Linked DNA regions of Mus musculus: region 1 is linked to region 2. Evidence: chromatin contacts called from public promoter capture Hi-C data. All regions are on one chromosome and are shown on one strand. Each heading gives the region's core, a stretch centred on a gene start, on an enhancer-like site or on the middle of the called end of the contact. The rest is flanking DNA. Distances are from core to core; before and after follow the strand shown. Region 1 holds the start of Papolb (poly (A) polymerase beta (testis specific)). Region 2 has its middle 12 kb from the start of Gm30603.

Region 1 (4,618 bases), core at 862-3,361, 1.9 Mb before region 2:
AGAGGCAGGAGGATCTCTGTGAATTTGAGGCCAGCCTTGTCCACATATTGTGCTCTAGGACAACCAGAACTATACAGAGAGACCCTCTCTCAAAGAAGAAAAAGAAAAGCAAAAAGAAAAGAAAGAAGCCGGGCGTGGTGGTGCACGCCTTTAATCCCAGCACTCGGGAGGCAGGGGCAGTCGGATTTCTGAGTTCAAGGCCAGCCTAGTTTACAAAGTGAGTTCCAGGACAGCCAGGGCTATACAGAGAAACCCTGACTCAAAAAAAAAAAAAAAAAAAAAAAAGAAAAAAGAAAAGAAAGAAAAGAAATCACATACACAGCTTAGTACAAGAGCATCTAGCAAAACCAAAGGAAATCCTACCTGGATTTCCATATTCACCAGGCATGGGCATCCCAGTCCTCTCCACAAATGAGCTCATAACAAAAATCAGAGAACACAAAAGGGAAAAATGCCCAGAAATTCATGAAAGACAGCACACTACAGAATTAGACTCTCGGAGACATTACTGGCTACTGAATACTAATGAATGCTCACCATATTTGAAGAGATGGTAGGATGAAAACAGTGTATCACCTCCAAAATAGAGACAGATGTTTAAAAGAACAAGAGAATTATGCTGGTTAACTTTAACTGTCAACTTGTCACAATCTAGAATCAACTAGAAAGTTCTTTTTTTAAAAAAATGTTTTCGCCTTTAATCCCAGCACTCGGGAGGCAGAGGCAGGTGGATTTCTGAGTTCGAGCCCAGCCTGGTCTACAAAGTGAGTTCCAGGACAGCCAGGGCTATACAGAGAAACCCTGTCTTGAAAAAAAAAGGTTTTCCAAGTTTCCAAGTTTTAATTATGTGTAAGCATGTGCCATCAGAGGCCAGAGGTATCATAGGGAACCAATCTCCTATCCTGGAAAAGCAACAGTGGTGCCTTCTCCTCCTCCCATCCTTCTTCTGAGCCACCTTTCCAGCCCTGGGAAGAGATTCTTAATGAGGAATTACCTAGATCCAGTAGACTTGTGGGTGTGTCTGTAGGGGACTGTCCTGAGTGTTCATTTACACAGGAGATCCAGCCCATTGTGGGCATTCCCGTCCTTAGGCAAGGGACCCTGGACTGTATAAACAGGAGAAATAGATAGATGGATGACAGGAAGCAGGCATGGGTACATTTGTTCTCACTGCTCTTGACTGAGTGTGATGTGGCTAGATATCTTAAGTTCTTCTCACCTTCCCTGTAACTGACGGTAACCTGGAATTGTAAGCCAAATAAACCCTTTACCCCTAAGTTGTGTTTTCGTTTGTTTTTTTTTTTGTCAGCAACAGGAGTGAAACTGGAACAATTATGCTACCAGTAACACAAAGGTAAGTATTTAAAAGAATATGTAAGTTGGTTCTCTCAGTGGTAGTGTGTGAGGCGCTTGGATCCCAATACCACAAAAGCAAAGAGTGCACTTCAGTGGTGCTTCAACTGCACACTATATATAACTTAAGTGAGAATGGAGAAGTGGGAGATCTGGCGTCACCCAGGAACAAGCACAGATCTGGAGCACGGGAAGAATGGGAAGGTTTATCCTGTATCCAAACGAAGAGAACAAAGAGAATGTCGGGAAGAGCATATTCCAAGCATAGGCGTGGGAATCTTCTAGAGGCCACAAAATAAAAAGGACTTCTTGCTCTGATGCAGGAAATCCAGCGCGCCCTTGTAAATTGAGTATATTCACCTTGCACGCACGCACACAGCAGTGGAACTGTGGGATACTGAGAACAGAAATCTGAGTATGGGCTGGCAGAAGACGACGAAAGGGCCATAGTTTTGGCTTGATGGTAACTTCTCAGCAGGAGCCAGGGAAAGTAGAAGCCACCCCAAGAAGTGACACCAGGCCTGATGAGAGCACCACTGTCGCCCTGGGCCTAGCTGGAGCATCCTCTGGAACCTGCTTGGGGATAGAGGACAGTGCATTGTCCCTCAAGAGAGACTTCTCAGAACCGGGCAGGCCGGGCCGGGATGGAGCTCTTCCGGAAGCCTTCTAGCGCGAGAATTTCCTCCAATCTCGTGAGAGCGGCAGCGGCATCGGCCGGTGCGTGCGTGTGCCGTCGGTTCTGGAACGCGACCGCTGAGGAGCCCGGCGCCATGTTGGCCCGGAGGGATACCAGGGGAAGCGCTTGAGGCGGCGGGCTCGGAGCGGAGCGGGGGCCGACAGGGCCGGCCGGCAGGAGCCCGCCCCTCGCGCCTTCGGATCATGAGCCGAGCAGAGGCCGTCGAGGTCGCGGTGGCGGGGCAGGTGCCCTGGCGGCGCGGGAGCTAGAGATGATGCCATTTGCGGTGACCACCCAAGGAGCACAACAACCGGCTCCCGCCCCGAAGCAGTTCGGCATATCGTCCCCCATCAGCCTGGCCGCCCCCAAGGACACAGACCGCGAACTCACCCAGAAGCTGATCGAGACCCTCCAGCCCTTCGGGGTGTTTGAAGAGGAAGAGGAACTGCAGCGCAGGATTTTAATTTTGCAGAAATTAAATAATCTGGTGAAGGAATGGATCCGAGAAATCAGTGAAAGCAGGAATCTTCCACAAGCTGTAATTGAGAATGTTGGGGGGAAAATTTTTACGTTCGGCTCTTACCGATTAGGAGTACACACGAAAGGTGCAGATATCGATGCTTTGTGCGTTGCACCAAGACACGTGGATCGAAATGACTTTTTCACCTCCTTCTATGACAAATTGAAACTACAAGAGGAAGTAAAAGATTTAAGAGCTGTTGAGGAGGCCTTTGTGCCGGTTATCAAACTGTGTTTTGATGGAATAGAGATTGATATTTTGTTTGCAAGATTAGCATTGCAGACTATTCCAGAAGATTTGGACCTACGAGATGATAGTCTGCTTAAAAATTTAGATATTAGGTGCATAAGAAGCCTTAACGGTTGCCGGGTAACTGATGAGATTTTACATCTAGTACCAAACATTGACAGCTTCAGGTTAACACTGAGAGCCATCAAATTATGGGCCAAATGCCACAACATCTATTCCAATATATTGGGTTTCCTTGGAGGTGTTTCCTGGGCTATGCTAGTAGCAAGAACTTGCCAGCTTTACCCAAATGCAATAGCATCCACTCTTGTGCGAAAATTTTTCTTGGTGTTTTCTGAGTGGGAATGGCCAAATCCAGTGTTGTTAAAAGAACCAGAAGAACGAAATCTTAACTTGCCTGTATGGGACCCAAGAGTGAATCCTAGTGACAGGTACCATCTTATGCCTATAATTACACCAGCATACCCACAGCAGAACTCCACGTACAATGTGTCTGTTTCGACCAGGATGGTCATGATTGAGGAGTTTAAACAAGGACTTGCTATCACACATGAAATTCTGCTGAATAAGGCAGAATGGTCCAAACTTTTTGAAGCTCCAAGCTTTTTTCAAAAATACAAGCATTATATTGTACTTCTGGCAAGTGCGCCAACAGAGAAACAACATTTAGAGTGGGTGGGCTTGGTGGAATCAAAGATCCGAATCCTGGTTGGGAGCCTGGAAAAGAATGAGTTCATTACTCTGGCTCATGTGAATCCTCAGTCGTTTCCAGCACCAAAAGAAACTGCTGACAAGGAAGAATTTCGTACTATGTGGGTGATCGGGTTAGTGTTGAAGAAGCCAGAAAACTCTGAAATTCTCAGTATTGATCTCACCTATGATATTCAGTCTTTCACAGATACAGTGTACAGACAAGCAATAAATAGTAAGATGTTTGAGATGGATATGAAGATTGCTGCAATGCATCTAAGAAGGAAGGAACTTCATCAGCTACTTCCAAATCATGTTCTTCAGAAAAAGGAAACCCATTTAACAGAAAGTGTAAGGCTGACAGCTGTGACTGACAGCAGCCTTCTCTTGTCTATAGACAGTGAAAACAGCATGACTGCTCCTTCACCTACTGGCACTATGAAGACAGGTCCACTGACTGGAAACCCTCAGGGCAGAAACAGTCCTGCTCTGGCTGTTATGGCAGCATCTGTGACCAACATACAGTTTCCTGATGTTTCCTTGCAGCATGTGAATCCCATAGAAAGCTCAGGAATTGCACTGAGTGAAAGCATCCCTCAGATTCCCTCACAACCTACCATTTCACCACCACCTAAGCCTACAATGACCAGAGTGGTTTCTTCGACACATCTGGTAAACCATCCATCTAGACCTTCAGGAAATACAGCAACGAACATACCCAATCCTATACTAGGAGTCTAGAAGACAGTCTCAGCTGATAAGAAGAAAGAAACAAGAAACCCAACAGAAGGGAAGAACCAGATAGATGAGTCCCGCTTAGACACCACTCAGACAGCAGCTTCTCTGTTGGCCTCTCAGGAAACACCTGGGAACAGATAAGCCCGGTATCCCTGTTTTTCCTAGAGATCCTATTCCTTTTATTGAGAGTTCAATAAAACAGATTGAATGGATAGAAACTATCTCAAAGGCCCTTACACAAATTCTTGCAAATTGAACTTGTCGCTTTCGGATGTTAAAGGAAAATGAGGGAACCAGGCTAGATTTGACTCAAAATAGATTCATACTCCATTAGTAACTTTTTTTGCTGGCCTAATCTTGAAGTCCAGATTAGCATTCAAAACCAGTACTGT
Region 2 (4,618 bases), core at 1,629-4,128:
AGACAATGCTGCAGGCATATGGCCCAGATGGACAACTCAGGCTCTCCTGGGAAATTGAATCCCAAATGCAAAGGCTTTTGGTGGCCAGTGCAGAAGCAGAGGCTGAGCCACTGTGTTTCAGAAAGAAAGTCTGTGCTGCCCTGGCTCCTGCCTCCGTCCTCTGAGCCACCCCAGGGTCCTTCCTATAAGTCGCCCTTGGGTTTGGTGGGCAGAGTCCCTTCTGAGCCCTGAAAAATCAAACAAAACACCAAGCCCCAAACAAAGCAAGCCAGATGAAACCACTCCAAAAGAGTTTGGGAGGCGTGGTGTGGAGGAAGAAGGGCTTTGTGGTTTTAACTCTTTTCGTACCCAACATGGCTTGTAAAATTAAGCTTTTTGCTTATGTTTTTGACACAGAGTCTAGCTTTGTAACTCAGTCTGGCCCCAGCCTCACAAGTGCAGGCATTGCAGAGGGTGCCCCATCTCTGTCTCTCCTCTCTCTCTTTCTCCTCTCTCCCCAGCTTCTCTCTTTCTTTCTGACAGGGACTCATGCAGCTCAGGTTGGGAGTGAACTATTAAGCCAAAGATGACTTTGACTTCTGATCCTCCTGTCTCCACTTCCCATGTACTCCAATTCCAGGCATGACTCACCCTCCCTGACCCACTTGTTGTTGTTGTTGTTGTTTATTTTAAAACACAGGATCACAAGTAGGTTTAGCTGACTCAGAAATGTTTGGTTTTAAAATTCCTATTGAAGCAGCCGACTGGAGATTCATGGAAAACTGTTAATGAACCTTGGCTTATGATTTAGAGTAGAATTTCCAGCAATTTCTGAAGTGACCCTAAACATGCTTCTACCATCTTGTATGATATATTTATATAAAATGGCATTCTCAGCACTGACCAAAAAAAAAAAATCCATATTGATAAACTCTGAAAAATAAATATTTGGTTAACATTTTATATAAAAATAACAAGTATATATGTCCCACTAGTATACAAATTTGCTTTATTGTTGTGTGTGCATATGTGTGCAGTATATGGCATTGTGTGTATGGTCTTGTGTATGTGTGGGAGTTGTGGTACATGCACCTGTATGTTCATGTATGTGGAAGCCTAAGAAGGGTGATGTTTTAGTTTGGGTTTTATTGCTGTGAAGAGAGACCATGACCAAGGCAACTCTTATAAAGAAAACATTCAGTTGGGGCTGGCTTACAGTTTCAGAGGCTCAGTCCATCATCATGGTGGGAACATGGCAAAGTACAGACAGGCATGGTGCTAGAAGAGCTGAGAGTTCTACATCTTGATCAGAAGGCAGCCAGGAGGAGGGTCTGGATCACACTGGCCAGGACTGAGCATATATATATATATATATATATATATATATATATATATATATATACCTCAAAGCCCCGCCTCAACAGTGACACACTTCCTATAACAAGGCCACACCCCCTAAGGCCACACCTCCTAATAGTGCTGCTTTCCATAGGCCAAGCATATCCAAACCACCATAAGTGTAGAATATCTTTCTTCAGCTGCTCTCCTTATTCTTTTGTTTGTTTCTTGTTATGCAGCCTTGGCTGGCACAGAGATCCTCCTGACTCTGTCTACCGAGTGCAGTGGTCAAAGGTGTGTGCTGCCACCGACTGGCTTCCATCTTGATTTTTTTTGAGAGGAGCTCTCCGGTTGAACTTGGGGCTCATTGATTTGCCAGGACGACTGACCAATAAGCTTCAGGAGTCCCCCTGTCACTCGTGTACACCCTAAACACCAAGGCTGGGGTTATAAGCACACTCCACCATGGCTGCTTTTCAAATGGGTTCAGGGGATCTGAACTCATGTCCTCGTGCTTGTACGGCCAACATTTTACTGAGTCATCTCTTCCTCCCTTGTTCCTTAATAAACTGCAGGGTCCTGTGTATACCAAAGAATTGTTTTAAAGTAAATGTCTTTCTGATTTATGGTGAGCGTTTGGTTTGTGGACTTGTTTTTAATGTATGTAGCTATCTGAGATCATGTAAAGATGTCTCAAGCTTTGTAATTTGAGAAAGGAGTCAGTGTGGAAACCATTTGAGAAGCTGCGTTTCAGTGATGTACTGGTCTGGAATCCTAGATCCTGGGCCTCCATCTTCTGGGGGTGGAAGAGGAGGAGAGAGGGCAGATGTCTTTCATGCTCAGACTCATGGTTCTGAGGGAGATAGGGAGATAGAAAGTTGAGTTTCCCTGGAGAGGTCAAGCCAGTCTAGAGAGAGAGCTCGGCCTCCCCTTGGTGCCTCTGTCCATGGATCCCATCCTACAACACAGGGACCACACCCTCTAAGGACCTATTGCACCCTTGGTCTTGGACCTTCTGGCCCAGTGGAGTTGGTATTCTAGAGGGACTGTTGGCAAGTGACTCTGGAGGTCTCTAAAAGGTGGTGCTGACCTGCAAGCCCAGCAGGGACATCGTAGATCTAAGAATAGCCTGAGTTACATAATGACACCCTGTCACAAAAAAACAAGCAAACAAACAAACAACAAAAACTTAGAAAGGGGGCTGGCTGGGAGTTTAGCTCAGTGGGTGTAGTACTTGTCTGGCATACCCGAAGAGCAGAGGGCAGGCCAGAGAGATCAGGACTGAGGACTCTTCTCCACAATAGGAAAAACTGACCACCTGGCTGAGTCCAATTCCCGCCAAGCCACTGTAGTTCCCAGAGAACTGGAGGGCTAGGGACACAGGGACAATGCCAGGGACAAAGAGCTGGGGCCAGGGGCCCTGGGGGTTAGACTTATGGCCTCTCCTGACCTCAGCAGAGAAACTAGCCTTGTTGGGCACAGCCAAGTCACAGAGACCAGCCTGGGGGGGTGGGACCAGGGCAGTGAAAGGCCCAGAGAAAGGATTAGTCCAAGCCCAGAGGCCTGGCAGGTGCCATGGCAACCTGGAGCCCGAGCTGGGACAATAGGCCTGTGTTAACACCCTCTGTCTGCCTCTGTGGGGCTGGGGGCTTGTTAACCAGCTTAGCAGGCTGAGGGCGGCCATTCACATGGAAATATGGGCTTTGGAGCTGAGGGTGTGGGAGGTGACCGGGCAGGTGCAGGGACAGAGGGAAGAGTGAGTCTTACCTTCTTGCCTGGCCCACATTCCCACACTGCCCAGGGCTCAGCCATGTGTCCTGGGGGGTGGGAGTGGGTTGTTACTCTGTACGTGGACAGCGTGGGCAGCCCAGGCTTTATGGGACCCACAAAACATGGGATTGGTGAGGGTCCTGGGGAGGGCAGTGGGTGGGCTCTGGAGGTGAGAGACCTGTAAATGGAGATACTATAATGAGATGGACAATCTGTACTGCTACCCCAAAGCCAACCTTACCCTAAGGACTTTGAGGGTGTCCCTTCCTTCTCAGTTCTGTCGCCAGCCCCAGGCCCCGCTGTGCCTCTGGCTCCAGCCTCTGTCGACACAGGAGGCTGGCCTTGTAGCTTAGTTGCTCTCCTCTTCCACCCAGATGGCTCCCCTCCCCTCTGCCTCCTCACACCTGTTCCTTCTGCCCAGCCCCCATCTGGAACCCTCCCCCAGCCCAGCCCAGCCCAGCCCTGGTCCACCCTGCCTCACAGAAACCTTTCCCAAGCCCCCCCTACCCTCTAATGTAGTTCAGGCATTTGGTAGCATTTCTGATTTCTTTCAGATTTCCTATTCTACTCAGGCAGGTCTCTCCAAACTGCCATGTCAGGCCCTAGGCGTGTCTAGGGAGAACACTCACACAGGACTTACAAGAGGGACCAGTCCCTGACCATGTTGGGGGATGGCAACAGGTCAGGCCTCGAAGCCTCATTCTGAGGTTGCATGATGCTCACACCATCAGGGGAGGGACAGAGCCCCGAGGCTCCACTATGGCGCTGGGGAAAGCCCCTTGCAAACTGAGATGCCCTGGAATGCTTGGGCAGGCCAGAGTGACAGGGAAGGAGCCAAGCAGGTGTCTAAGCCTCTGTTGATGCAGGATTACAGCCATCTGGCTGCATCTCCGGGCAGTGTCCCTCCCTCCTGGCTCTGGGAAGCCACCAGGCAAGGCAGGGAGAGCTGCAGCAGTGGCAGGGTCAGTCTCAGTCTCTGCATGGAGAGAGCCGAGCATCTGAGGTGTGGAGAACCAGGGTGGCTCTGTAGTAGCCTCTGGGTTGGGACCTCTAGGTGGATGCTTCCCTTCGTGAGTTGGGGGAGGGGAGAGGCTCCCACGGGAGAAAAAGAAGCCCTGACAGTTTGTCCAGCAGGAAGCTGTGGTCATGGCCCTCTGCCAGAAGCTGTGTCCTTGTGGGGAAACTGAGGCTCAAGGGCAATGGTAGACTCGTGCCACTTAAAAATATTGTGCAGCCTGGTGTGGTGGCGCACGCCTTTAATCCCAGCACTCGGGAGGCAGAGGCAGGTGGATTTCTGAGTTCAAGGCCAGCCTGGTCTACAAAGTGAGTTCCAGGACAGCCAGGGCTATACAGAGAAACCCTGTCTCAAAAACAAACAAACAAACAAACAAACAAAAAATGTGCACAATGTGTGTGATGTGTGCTTAGCACATACATATAAAGATTCTCTCCGTCCATTACCTACTGAGACAGCCTCCTTCTTCCTTCCTCCCTTCCTTCCTTCCTTCCTTTCTTTTTTTTAATTTATTTT

The links. Promoter capture Hi-C pulls out the DNA fragments that hold promoters and counts their contacts.
Region 1: a contact with region 2 is called in a promoter capture Hi-C map of embryonic stem cells, with 4 times the contacts expected there. The contact joins the promoter of Papolb here to the enhancer-like site in region 2. A contact is called at or near these places in 6 of 39 promoter capture datasets (the 3T3-L1 cell line, the SN4741 cell line, cranial neural crest and 3 more) and 1 of 115 datasets of contacts at active chromatin or transcription factors (embryonic stem cells).

The regions. Positions count from the first base shown.
Region 1 is chr5:142,527,569-142,532,186 of GRCm38.p6, reverse strand. Papolb (poly (A) polymerase beta (testis specific)) reads left to right here and starts at 2,111. Exons shown (of 1, transcript NM_019943.2): 1 at 2,111-4,447. The coding sequence starts at 2,301. The coding sequence ends at 4,229. All of the region lies in intron 2 of Radil (Ras association and DIL domains), which reads left to right.
Region 2 is chr5:140,582,486-140,587,103 of GRCm38.p6, reverse strand. No RefSeq gene overlaps it. Among named protein-coding and RNA genes, the nearest start is that of Gm30603, 12 kb to the left of the region's middle. Within about 2 kb of position 2,878, at least 79 of the 459 cell types and tissues checked have an H3K27ac peak or open chromatin away from gene starts, as enhancers often do. A contact at or near this core is called in embryonic stem cells, where this site is marked.